Linked DNA regions of Macaca mulatta: region 2 is linked to region 1. The links are chromatin contacts, called in public Hi-C maps. All regions are on one chromosome and are shown on one strand. The core of a region is the stretch at or near the end of the contact, and the rest is flanking DNA. Distances in the headings are between cores, read along the strand shown.

What was found. A called contact is a pair of places that touch in the nucleus more often than the background predicts.
Region 2: a contact with region 1 is called in a Hi-C map of fetal cortex germinal zone, with 4 times the contacts expected there. The contact joins the promoter of UVSSA here to the promoter of RNF212 in region 1. A contact is called at or near these places in 5 of 14 Hi-C or Micro-C datasets (CD4 T cells, cortical neurons, fetal cortex germinal zone and 2 more).

The regions. Positions count from the first base shown.
Region 1 is chr5:1,189,811-1,196,294 of T2T-MMU8v2.0, forward strand. RNF212 (ring finger protein 212) reads right to left here and starts at 3,054. Exons shown (of 11, transcript XM_078002874.1): 1 at 2,551-3,054. The coding sequence starts at 2,659. It overlaps LOC144341074 (a long non-coding RNA gene), which reads left to right and starts at 2,834. Exons shown (of 3, transcript XR_013417659.1): 1 at 2,834-2,947. It overlaps LOC144341068 (a long non-coding RNA gene), which reads right to left. Exons shown (of 5, transcript XR_013417653.1): 4 at 5,614-5,760; 5 at 4,547-4,763. LOC144341073 (a long non-coding RNA gene) reads left to right here and starts at 5,075. Exons shown (of 2, transcript XR_013417658.1): 1 at 5,075-6,484.
Region 2 is chr5:1,439,929-1,446,412 of T2T-MMU8v2.0, forward strand. It overlaps UVSSA (UV stimulated scaffold protein A), which reads left to right and starts at 2,893. Exons shown (of 15, transcript XR_013417652.1): 1 at 2,893-3,091; 2 at 3,924-4,023; 3 at 5,223-5,553.

The sequences.
Region 1 (6,484 bases), core at 1,804-4,303:
ATACGCCAGAGCTAAACAAGGGCTTTCCTCTGAGTGATGCACCACTGGACAGCTACGGAGCTACAGTAAGGGCTCTGCCCAGAGCCTCCATCCCTTTTCACCATTTTTTTGTGTGTCCTTGGATTTGGTGTGGTCCCAACATGCAGCATCAGTGGCTTTTTGGAGGAATGCACTCAGACTACCGGCGTTAAGAGCTAGACAAACTTGTCAATCTATACCTGCCTCAGGCCCTTAACCAGTCACCTGCCAACGCAGGCTTTGCTGACCTCAAAAGCTATGACACTCTGAGCCCTGTCTTCACACTTCCCAACACCACGAAGGTACGTGTGTCTCCATCATTCCTAACAATGTTATCTTCGAGGAATGTTATCTTGGGTCACCAGTGCCCTCCTCACTGGTCCAACGGACACTTTCAAACACCAATTCCTTGATTTCACTGGGATGTCCAGTTCATCAACATCTCTCTTCTTTACCTGACATCTTCCTTACCTCCTTCAACAAATGCTCTTTCCAACAAGATAGTCTCTTACAGTTTCCTTTGCCTTTGGGGCTCTCCACACTCCAGTATCTAGGATTATTATCCTGTGTTAATCACTCCCCAAATGTATTCCTGGCTGTCTTAGTTCTGGACCCACACGGGCAACTGCCTCTTGTCTTCCCCTGGGTGGCTCTCACAGGACACAGGCCGTGTCCAAACATGAGCTCAGGGACCCTGCATCCCACCCTGCTACGTTCCCTCCCACTGGGCTCCTCTCCAGTGTTTTGTCTAGCAGCGAAACTCTGTCCCGTTCTCTAGCCCTTGTCTCCGACTCAAGTCTGCTGAATCTACCTAACTTCTCCTGAACCCATCACTTCTCCCCATCACCTCTCATGTGCTCAGCTGCAGTCTCTCCCACAGTTTCTATCTCCCTCCAATCTACTTTTCACCAGGCTGCCAGAGAGACTTTTGTTTTTAAATACACACCTGAAATCAACAACTCCACTCCTAGGTTACACACCCAACAGAAATGTGTACCTAAGATCACCAAACACAGGAGCGAGAAGATTCACAGCGGCACCATTTCTGCAGCCAAATCTGCAAACAACCCAGATGGCCATGGACAGTGGAAATGGTAAGTAACTTGGGGTGTATCCATACGATGGAATACCACACAACAATGAAAGTAGATGAACTACAGTTACATACAAATACAAAGACAACACTTCGGGAGGCCAAGGCGGGTGATCCTTAGAGAACAGGAATTGGAGACCATCCTGGGCACCAAAGGAAGCCCCATCTCTGTGAAAAATTTAAAAATCAGGGGTGCATGGCTGCACATGCTTGTAACCCCAGCCACCCCGGAGGCTGAGGCAGGAGGATCACTTGAGCCTGGGAGGCTGAGGCTGCAGTTAGCCAAGATCCTGCACTGAACTCCAGCCTGGGCGACTGAGCAGAGCTCTGCCTTGAAAGAGAGAAAGTAAGGGAGAAACAGGAAGAAAGAGGGGGAGCCACGGAAAGCGGCTTTGCTGTAGGGCTGGTTGTAGGGCCACATTCACCAAGGTCCCATGGGTCTAAGGCCAACTCCGAAGTTGGAGGTTAGCACAGCGGGCGTCCCCTGGGCTGGCTGTGAGCCACCGGCACCCAGCTGGCTGCTTTCACCGGTAAGTTCACTTGGTAAAAGCTCATTGTGCTCTTGCTTTTGTTCTTGCATAAACATCACTTCAACACAAAATTTTCATAGAAAGAAAAACGCCTCCCTGACAATGCGATGTCCGCTTGACACCAGGGCCCAGCGCTGCCAGTGGAACAGGGCCAGAGTCCTCCACGAGCGTTAAGGCTGCCGTCCACCCGCCTTCTCCCCCAGGTCCTCCAGGCGGGACCCGCAGCCTGCAAGCCAGAGCCCCGGGATGACAGGACTCGCGGCCTGACCCCCGCCGTCACCCTCATCTGCTCCTCATGGCGGCCCTCCGCCCCGCCCCCGTGGCCCCTTCCTGCCTGCGGCCCCTCACCCGCGCCCTCCTCCCCTGGTGTCTCCCTTCCCCCCATCTCCCCGGTATCCCCCTTCACCCCCTTGACCTCTCACATCCCCCCCCCCTCCCCTAGCGTCCCCTTCCTCCCTGCAGCCCCCCACCACCTCCGGGGTCCCCTCTCCCCCCACCCTCCCACAGCCCCTCACTCCCCACCTCCCTCCCCAACGCTTCCCCGGTGTCCCCCTCTCCTCAGCGGCCCCTCATCACACTAGAGGAGCCCTCTCCCTGGTGGCCCCTCTTCCGAATCCCCCTATCTCCGCAGCCCCTCACCCCCCCATACCCCCTCCTTCTCCACGCGCCCTCTCTCCCCCGCGGCCCCTCCCCCCGAGTCCCCCTCCCCTCAGAGTTCCCCTGGCATCTCCCCTGGCATCCCCCTCCCCCCGCGGCCCCGCCCCCTCCCCTTCTCCACCCGCCCTGTCTCCTCCGCGGCCCCCCACGTGCCCCCATGGCCTTCCCACCCAAGCCCCCCGCCCCCCGGAGTTCCCTGCCCCCGCCCGCCGCTCCCCTCCCCTCTCCAGCCTGCGTTCCGGACGCCCTGACCTTTGCCGAGGCAGGCATCGCAGTACACGTGCCCGCAGTTGGTGAGGCTGAAGCACGACGTCCTCTGGGGCGGCTGGAAGCAGCGATTACAGAACACCCAGTTGGCCATGCCAGCCAGGCGACCGCAGCGGCGAGGCCGGGCCCACGCGAGGCCCACGCAAGGCTGGGACCAGCCTCCACGCGCTGGGCCCGCGGGCGGGCAGCTCTGCGCCTGCGCAAACTCGACGGCAGCTCTGCGCCCGCGCACTGGAGCTGGCGCCCTCCCGCCAACACCGCGGGCGGCCCTGCAGCACTAGTGAGGGCGCGTCTGACTCCTCTCCCGGGTGGTTTTAGCTGGAGTAGGCGGAGGAACGCACCGCGAGCACCGACGTCCCGTCCCTGTCTTTGCGGTCCTCAGGTGTTTTGTGGAAGCCCGGCCTGGGTGGCGGGCGTTGGGAACGGCGGCGGCGCTGAGGCGGCGGCGCTGAGGAGGCGTCGGGCGCTGGGAATGGCGGCGGCGCTGAGGAGGCGTCGGGCGCGACCGCAGTGGGGGAGGGGCAGAAGGAGCGCGGAGAGGGTGGGGGATGCTGGCCAGGCCCACCACGAGGGCTGGGAGCTGGGCCTGAGGCCAGGGCCGCCGGGGTAGTGTGCGGGGCGGGCCGCGGAGGAGTCAGGAGAGTGGGTGTGGGGGCCCTGGGAGCGGGATGGGAGGGAGAAGTGGGTGTGGGAGTTGGGGTGGGAGCAGGAGCGGGAGTGGGGATGTGGGAGTTGGGGTGGGTGTGGGGCCGTGAGGCGGTCGGGTTGGACGGCGGTGTGGGTGGGGCGGTGCGGGTTGGGGTGGGGTGGGGGTGGGGCGGTTGGGGTGGGGGCTAGGTCGCACTCTGCGCTTTCGAGCTAGTGACCAGGTGGCTGCTGGTGCAGAGACCTCACCACGGGAGGCCTGAGCCTGCTTCCTCTGAAACAGAAGGCGTAGCCTGGGAAGGACCTTTGCTGCTTCCAGCTTCCAGCATGGGGAAGTGAGTTTTTATAAAATTGCCCTCCGCGTGGTTCTGAGAGTTTCCACCCTCGGGACGCTGCAGAGCTCCGATGGAGAGGCTCAGGCACGTGCTTGTGCCGGGAGAGCACAGGGTGAGTGCTCTCCGTAGCTGCGGGCCAAGTGGCCCCTGCGCCCATACAGCTGTTTCCAGGGCCTCGTGTGAAAAACGTCTTGGTAATTTTATGTTGATTACATGTTAAAGTGATATTTTTGATATATTAGGTTAAATATATCACTAGCGTTGATTTTACCCTTTCAAAAAATCCTTTTCAATGTGGAGACTAGGAAACACAGAATTACGTATGGGCTGGGTGCGGTGGCTCACGTCTGTAATCCCAGCACTTTGGGAGGCTGAGGCGGGCGAATCACCTGAGGTCAGGAGTTCGAGACCAGCCTGGCCAACATAGTAAAACCCCCTCTCTACTAAAAATACAAAATTAGCAGGCATGGTGGCAGGCGCCTGTAATCCCAGCTACTCAGGAGGCTGAGGCAGGAGAATCCCTTGAACCCAGGAGGCGGAGGTTGCAGTGAGCCGAAGTCACACCACTGCACTGCAGCCTGGGCAACAGAGTGAGACTTTGTCTCAACAACAACAAATTAGAATTATATATGTAGCCCACTTTTATTTCTGTTAGACAGTGCTGATCTCTACCAAGTTTAAAATAGCAAGACCAGCAACATGGCAAAACCACCTCTCTACAAAAATTAGCTGGGTGTGGAGGTGGGTGCCTGGGGTCCCAGCTACTCGGGAGACTGAGGTGGGAGGATCGATCACTTGGGCCCTGGAGGTCGAGGCTGCAGTGAGCCTTAGGGCACCTGTGCAGCAGAGCGAGACTCTGTCTCAAAAATAAGTAAGAACAGGATGAGGTGCCTGATCTGTCAAATTCAGAAGCTATATTATAAAAGGATTCTATCAATGTTATAATGATATAATGTTAATTTCAATCTCTGGTATCTTTGAAATCATAAAAGGAATACACATTTATGCAGGTATTTTGATTTATTAACTCAAACATTGTGCAAATTATTTGTCCTTATTGATAATATTTTAAACAAGCTTCTTAGCTATAAAGAAGTCTTTCAGGTATTTCATTTGGAAAATTCCGACTGAGATAAGGATTAGTATTTGTGCAAAAGCCCACCATAAAACATTGCTATTTGTGTCTTCACTGGTCATCCGAAAATTTTCTTCACGGTCCTGTGCGAAAAAGAAATAGACAGGTTTAGTGTCATAAAGTACTTAACTCATGATTTTGAGGAGAGGGTTGTTGTGGGCATTCAAGGTATTTAATATTACCCAATTAATACCTTACACCAATGTATCCGTGCAGTCTGCTTTTCTAAACCAGAAGCCATTGTTTAGCCAAGTATAAGAGAGTAAAAATCAACCTTATAAAAGATGTTTTTGTATTTTGGTGTAAAATATCAGGAATTTGACCTATTTATATATCTTATTTGCTACCATCAGGCAAAGTGAACATTACCCAGTAGTGGTAGATTTCATCATTTGAGTCCAGCTTTTATGCCAGGCATTAGACCAAGCACTTGCATGCCTTATTTGCTTATCATACCTGTCCTTATCTACCTGGTAAGGAAACTGAAGCTTAGAGATGACACAGATTACTGACGTGTAGATGAGATTTAAGCCCATATCTGACCAACATCCACTTAGTGTAGTGACTCAAAAAGCACCTAATGTTATAAGAATAAAATTGTGATTTGGAAAGTGAGTACACACGAGTCTCTACAAATATATAGGATGCATTTGGAAGCATTTATTCATTCTGCAAGCTCACACCCTGTGCTGCTGGGGACTTTGTTAGGCACAGGGCATAAAAAGATGAATGAACTGAAATTCTCTTTCCTAGAGGAGCTCATGGTCCAGCAGACAGAGTGAAGAAAAATTGCTCTCTCCAGTCCCTGTGAGTCCACCTCAGATAGAAAGAGTGAGGAACAGGCAGTTCATTCTTTCCTTGGTCCAGGGGCTTTGCATTGAGAAATGCGTTGCTAGTAGCAAGAGATAAAATAAGCTGAATAGGCAGACTGACCCTTTGATAGTTTTGTTCTTTGACTATTTGCCCAATTTGTTCAATTAGATATTCAAGCTTGAAGGTAAGTTCATTAACTTTGTCCTTTGCTTGAGCAATGGCCGCATCAAGGTCGTGTTCTCCAACTCGAATATCTAAGTGGATCCTCTGTACAAACAGTAAAAAGGAAAAAATGGCATGTTTTTAAAAACAGCTCCACTCTTTTTCCTTACTTTCTCACTCTTGTATCCTCCCATTCCTCCGTCCTTCCTTTTTCTCCCTTCCCCCTTTTCATAAGCAGGGCGCTACTTCACTCTTCAGCTCCCTTTTTTCCCTCAGTGCCATTCTTCCTTGTTCTACTTGGTAGTCTTTCTTGTAATAATAATGCATTAAATGGTAAATTACTGACCTTACAGTATATTTATACCTTCCTGAACATCAAATTAACTATTAGGTAAATGACTTTGGTTTGGAGAAAATTTGATTAACGTTCTGAGGGAAATTTTCTTTACATATAACTAAATTTCTTATGCTAAAGTACAAATTGTTTTCATCAGTTCTGAACACATTTAGAAAACAGCCAATCACCATCTACCGTGTAAGAGTTTTATTTATTAGAATTCCATTATTAATTCACTCTTCAGCCTTCACTTGTTTTCAAGCCTGAATAATCACAGTTCTTTTAACCTTCCCTCACGGCTCTTATTTTTCAACCCTTTAATCAACTTCATGGCTCTCCTTTGAACCCCTTCCAAGCTCTCCAGCTCCCTCTTTGGTTGCTGCGATGAGATCTGGGCATAGGACTTTAATAAGTTTCTAGCCAGTTTGAGTGTAATGGATCTGCATACCAGTGTCATGCTTGAATAGTGCTGACGCTGTGTTCATCAACAAG
Region 2 (6,484 bases), core at 1,643-4,142, 250 kb after region 1:
AGAAATCTTTGGCTTCTTTGTGCCTATATGTCATATGCCTTTTTTACTCTGACTGCTTCTAAGATTTATCACTAGTTTTCTGCAATTTAAGATGTGCCTTGGGTGGTTTTGTTTATACTGCTTGGGTTTTATCATCTCAAAGTTTCTGTTGGTTCTTTTAAAATGTCTTTTAGAAGTATCTTCTAATTCTTGGCTGGGTGCAGTGACTCACCCCTATAATCCCAACACTTTGGGAGACTGAGGTGGGCAGATCACTTGAGGCCAGGAGTTCGAGACCAGCCTGGCCAATATGGTGAAACCCTGTCTCTACTAAAAATACAAAAATTGGCTGGGCATGGTGGTGGGTGCCTGTAATCCCAGCTGTTTGGGAGGCTGAGACACAAGAATCATTTGAACCTGGGAGGCAGAGGTTGCAGTGAGCCGAGATCGCGTCACTGCACTCCAGCCTGGGCGACAGAGCAAGACTCCGCCTCAAATGAAAACAAAAAAATAAAATATCATCTAATTCTTATCATGATTTGTCTTGGCTTTCTAATCTTATCCAGCATTCAACAAATATTGAGCACTACTTTGTGTCTGGCTTCATGAAACAAAACAAAGATCTCTATTTTTATGGACTGTATGTTTTAGGGGTGAAGAGAAAAAAGTGAATCAGCTAGTAAGATAGTAAGTCTGTGTGATACAAAGCCAGAAGTGCCCTGGGAACAAGCGGAGCAGGTTAAGAAAACGGCCGGGGGGGTGGGGGGGGGGTCCTGAGCCGGGGAGGCGGGAAGGTGCAGAAGTGTTTGCTCAGGGGTGAGACATGAGCAGTGGCTGGACGGAGATGGGGAAGGAGCTCTGGATGCTGGCAGAAGCTTCCCGGCAGAAGGATCTGCTCCCCAGAGGCCCAGTGTGATAGCAAGAGCAGGTTGGAGAAGTCGACCGGTGGGACGTAGTGGGCGGCAAACACAGGCCACGACAGGTTTTGCTTTGCCCTGGGATGGGAGCTGTAGGAGGATTCTGTGTGGAGCAATCCTGTGATCCGACCTTAGACTTTCAAAGGTCCCTCTGGTTGCTGCATGATGGTCTAGGGGTACCAGGGCACAAGTGAAAGACGAGGTGACAGCAGTGACCCACTGCAGGGGTGGCCGGGAATTGGCAGTGGCAATGAGGCAGTGGGACCTGCTCAGATCTGGATGTGTTCTGAGGGTAGGGCTATCAGGATTTGCAAACCAAATGGGCATGGAGTGAGGAAGTGAGAAGCCCAAGTGAGTCAGGTAATTGGTCCAAGCGAACAGGATGAGGGCAGGCCAGGCGCGGTGGCTCTCGCCTGTAATCCCAGCACTCTGGAAGGCCGAGCCGGGCGGATCACCGGAAGTCAGGAGTTCGAGACCAGCCTGACCAACATGGTGAAACCCCGTCTCTACTAAAAATTCAAAAATGAGCTGGGCGTGGTGGTGGGCACCTGTAATCCCAGCTACTCGGGAGGCTGAGGCAGGAGAATTGCTTGAACCCTTGAACCCAGGAGGCGGAGGTTGCAGTGAGCCGAGATCGCGCCACTGCACTCCAGCCTGGGTGACAAAGCGAGACTCCGTCTCAAAAAAAAAAAAAAGGCTGCAGGGCCATCAGCTGATAGAGGGCAATGGACAGTGGACGGGCAGCTTGGCTGTGCTGTAGAGCCTGAGGGCTGAGAGGACACCCCGGGGCAGTGTAAAAGAAACTGGACTTAGCAATTGGTGAGAGAAGTCGGATAAAGAGAGGGTTTTGTTAGTATGGGAGAAACGGCACCCTTTTATGCTAATGAGAACTAATAACAACAAAAAAACCTGCTGTAGAACACAGAGGGAAACTGCTGGATGGGTGCCTTGGAGGAAGCCACAGGCCGGCGATTGGGTGCACAGGGCAAGGGGCGCTGAGGGAGGATCTGGCTCCAGCTTGCTCAGTGAAGCAAGAGGCTGGGTGAGGAAGGGGTGAGGCGGGGGAGCGGCTCAGGGTGCCTGCAGGCTAGGAGCTGGGAGCCACTGACGCCCAGGGACAGAGGCTGGTGCTGCAGAGAGGGGCGGCGCAGGGAGTCCCTCTTCTTTTCTTTTTTAAAAGAACTGCTTTACTGAGAAACCCACCCTACAAAAACACGATTAACAGGGTTGTGAGCTACCACCACTCTAATGCAAGGGCATGCCCATCCCCCCGAAAAAGAAACCCCGGCCCGCCGCCCCGCCGGCGGCGGCCCCCGCCATGCACCCAGCCCCGGACGCCCAGTTGGGCGTCTGCTCTGCGTGGCCTGTGCCGGGCGCCCCGCGAGTGGGGTGCACACCGCGTTCCTCCTGAGCCACCTCCAGGTCGGTCCGTCCGCAGCCGGCCTCGCACTCCCCTCCGTTCCAGGCTGCGGACCTCGGCGGCAGGACGGACGGCGCCTCTGCTCCTCATTCTGCCCGGGGCCAGCCCGGGCCCAGGGGTATCTGCTGTGTGTCTGGCGCCGAGCTGGGCCCCGAAGAACCCCGAGCCCGCCCAGGGGTTCCCTTCTCGGGCCCGAGCGGGCAGGCGCCGCGGGGTCCAGGGCGCCAGGGTCCAGGGACCCGCGCCCTCCCGCCTGGGCAGTCCTCACCGGCCCTCCGCAGGGGAAGGGACCTGGCCGCGAAAGTCCGGGCAGGCGTGGCGTTGACGCCCAGACCGGAACTTCCTTTCGGCCTCAGTTTCCGGGCCGGCCCCGCCCCCGGCGCCCGCACACCGCAGCCCCTTTAAGGACTTTCTGCGCCCTCCCGCCTCTTTTCTAGCGCGTCTCCCATCCCAGGCTGCCCCGCCCCCGCCGGGAGCGCGCCTACGTCACCGCGCAGACCTCGGCCGCGTCTTTGCGCCTGCGCCTCCTCGGCCAGGGTGAGCCATTGGCTGCCGAGCTCAGAGCACGTGATAGGGGCGGGGCCTTTGCCGGAAAGGATGGGGCAACAGCGAGAACGGCCGCGTCAAGAGGTAGGTGCAGTCGTCGCCGTGGTGACCCCAGCTCCTGATGCGTCCGGCCCAGGGACAGCCAATGGCTGTAGAGCTCTTGGGCACCTGACAGGAGGGGCGGTCCGCCCGCCGGAAGGGGCGGGGCGAGGCGAGCGCCGAGTCAGCGGTAGGTGGGGCTGTGGTTGCGCTGGGGGGCGGGGGTCGAGCAGCTTCAGCACCGGCGGCTCTGCGGGCGCCGGGCAGAGACCTGCGGGCGGAGCGTGTCCCGTGTCTTCGAGAGCGCCGGCGGCGGGGCCGGAGGGCGGGCCCAGGGCCGAGTGACAGGCCGCAGCCCCCGAGCACCGCCGAAAGCTGCGCGCCCGCCCGGTGCAGCCGCTGTGCGAGGGCGACCCCGCGGCCCCAGCCTCGCGCGGGCCCCGCCGGGCCGCTGCTTTCCCCGGGTAGGGCGCAGCTCCCCAGCCTCCGCCCCGGCCTCCCCTGGCGCTTCCTTCCGGGTCCTTCGGCCTTTTCCTGGCAGTGCTGCAGGCTCTCGCCTCTTCCCACCCTGCACGCCGCGGTGCTCGACCCTGGGCCTCCGGGCGCGACTTTCATTGATCTCAGAATTTCTTGGCTCCTTTTGGCCTCTGCAGCCTTGCTGGAGGCTGCCCTGCGGAATCAGTGAATAAGGGAAACAGCAACAGTCACGTTAGGCAAAAGCTGATTTGGACAGTGCCACTGCTTCTTAACGCACGGCCCTCAGTGCAGCGTCCCACACGCAGGGGATTGTAGAGGTCCCGAGTTGAAGGTTCACTTTTAAAACTGACCGTAATCACCGCTGTAAAGGCCTTGCCGGACACATTTCCCAGAGAGGCGCCCCCAGAGGTAACGGCAGATGGACCCCAGGCTCAGGGTCCTCCCGGAACTTTCGGTTTATAGTAGAGCCCAGTAAACACGTTAATAACAGCAAGAGCTATAAAATACAGATGGTGATTTAGCATTTGTGCCTTACCTATTTCTAGATATGGATCAGAAACTTTCGAAGTTGGTAGAAGAGCTCACAACTTCAGGAGAACCCAGACTAAATCCTGAGAAAATGAAGGAACTGAAGAAAATTTGCAAGTATGTCTTAGGGTTTAGTAACTCACAGTAACTGACTGGCCCACAGAGCCCAGGACACACACAGGGCCCTGCCTTCCTGCCCCGACCTGGGAGAGAACCACCCGAGGACACACCCAGGACATTTTCTCAGGGCCCTGCAGTACCCAGCTCTGATGGGTGGTCATGTTCTGGGTTTGGGGCGCGTGGCGTTGCAGACCCATCACTGCTCCGTGCTTGGTGCTTCTCTCTTCATTCCCGTTTCCTGAGTGCACATATGTGATTTAGAGAGAAACGTGTGTCTTTTTCTTTGCTGTTGGACTTTGCGAAGGGAGAGAATAGAGCTTGCTGATAGGCGAGTTGGTCCATCGCCTTTAGGGTATGTCCACCCCTGTTCACTTCTCCCTCCGGGGAATACGCCTCCCAGGATCTCTGCAAGTCACCCTCAGGCAGCCAGAGATTCATGGGGGAAGCAGAACTTCTCCTCGGAGGGTGGAGCATAAGTCGAGGACACTCATTATCCTGTATCCTGCGTTTGTAAAACGAGAACTTACAGATTGTTTATAGCGTAATGGAGTGTTGACATTTTAATAGAAAATTTCAGGTCAGGTTTTGCAGCATGCACCAGGAAATCCGATTCGCAATGGTTTATGTGGGGCCAGGAGCTGGGAAGAGGAGCATTCAGGAGGGGCTGGGAGATGTCCCGAGCTCTAGGCCTTCCCTTCCTTCCCGCATCAGGAGGCACCCAGCTGAACAGTGTGCGTGCTGGGCGGTGTGCGTTTGTGCCGGGCGGTCTGCGTTGTGCCGGGTGGCATGTGTTTAAAGGGCGGGATGGTTTGTGTTTCAGGCTTTGCCGTAAGGCCTCAGCTCTGTGAACGCAGCTGTAGATGATGCAGCTGGATAAATGGGCCACATTCCAATGAAACTTTGTGAATGACCACCGACATTTGAAGTCTATATAATTTTCACATTTCATCAAGTATTTTTCGTTTGTTTCAACATTCTTGGCTTGTGGGCCACACAGAAACAGGCAGGGGCTGGGGAACTAGATGGGGCCCTTGGGCGGCAGTATGCAGACCCTGCTCTAGAAAAGGGGAGAACGAAGATGGGAAGGCAGTGGTGGTCCCTGCCACTACGTGCATGCAGCATCCCTGTACGGAGAGTCTCCCCCCACCCATCCTCTGCATGCCGGGCAGTTGGGTCAGGCTGGCTCGTATCCCCAGGTCTTCAGAGGAGCAGCTGAGCCGTGCCTACCGCCTGCTGATAGCACAGCTGACCCAGGAACACGCCGAGATCCGCCTCTCAGCCTTCCAGATCGTGGACGAACTCTTTGCCAGGTCTCACCAGTTCCGGATGCTGGTTGTTTCCAACTTCCAGGAGTTCCTGGAGCTCACGCTGGGCACGGATCCCGCACAGCCTCTGCCACCCCCCAGGGAGGCGGCACAGAGGCTGAGGCAGGCGGCCACCCGGGCCGTGGAAGAGTGGAATGAGAAGTTCGGGGAGGCCTACAAGAAGCTTGCCTTGGGCTACCACTTCTTAAGACACAACAAAAAGGTAGGTGGGCCTGGCCCATTTTCTCAGAGACTCTGGTTACCTGACATGAGGAGGGCAGACTGTACCAGGGTGAAGATGCACTTCCTGTCGGACCTGGCACGGCAGGGGCCTGCTTGGCCTTGCCTGAGCGCCCCGGCTACCAGACCGTCCGTGGAATGTGGGAAAGTGGACAGCAGCTGGGGTCAGGGCCTCCCTGATAGGGGCGGCGCAGCTCTGAGAGGAAGAGCATAAGCTGTGTGTGTGGATGGAGCTGAGGTTGCATGTGTCATTTTTTATGTGTGTGTAGGAGACAAAGGAAAAGCCATTCCAACTTCTCAGATGCAGCATTTTCTATGGCAGTGGCCCCTGGACTCTGGGACCTGTCCCAACCTTGCACTTTAAGGCTCCACCCAGATCCTGCTGTGGGCTCTGGCTGGTTCCTGGCATGATGAAACCCACCAGGATCTGCTGCTGTGGCCTGAACCCAGCCTCGTTGCCCAGACCCTCCCGTGCCCCTTACCCTACCGTGCCCCTTACCCCACCCGCCATGAAGGCTCAGGCCTCCCCAGTGCAATGACCCGGCCCCGCTGGCTTCCCTGTGTGCCCTTGGAGTGCCCTGTCTCCCAGGGTTCATGCTCAGGGGTTGTTTCAGACCCCTGGGTCCAGTCAGCAGCCCCTGCCTGCCAATGGAACAAGCACACTGCTTGCCTACCTGTGAGGTACTTGCGGTGAGAAGTCTCGTCGCCTCTTTTGAGTTAGCAGATGTGCTGGCGTTCCCAGGCTCCGACAGCAGAGAGGTGTGCATTGTGTTTTGTTGTAATGCACTGTGAATAGCTGGGTGTGAGGTTGCACACCCGTAGTCCCGCTGACTCTGGAAGCCGAGGCTGGTGGGTCACCTGGTCCTGGGAGTGAGTCCAGCCTGGGCAACACAGCAAGACCCCTGGCTCTTAAA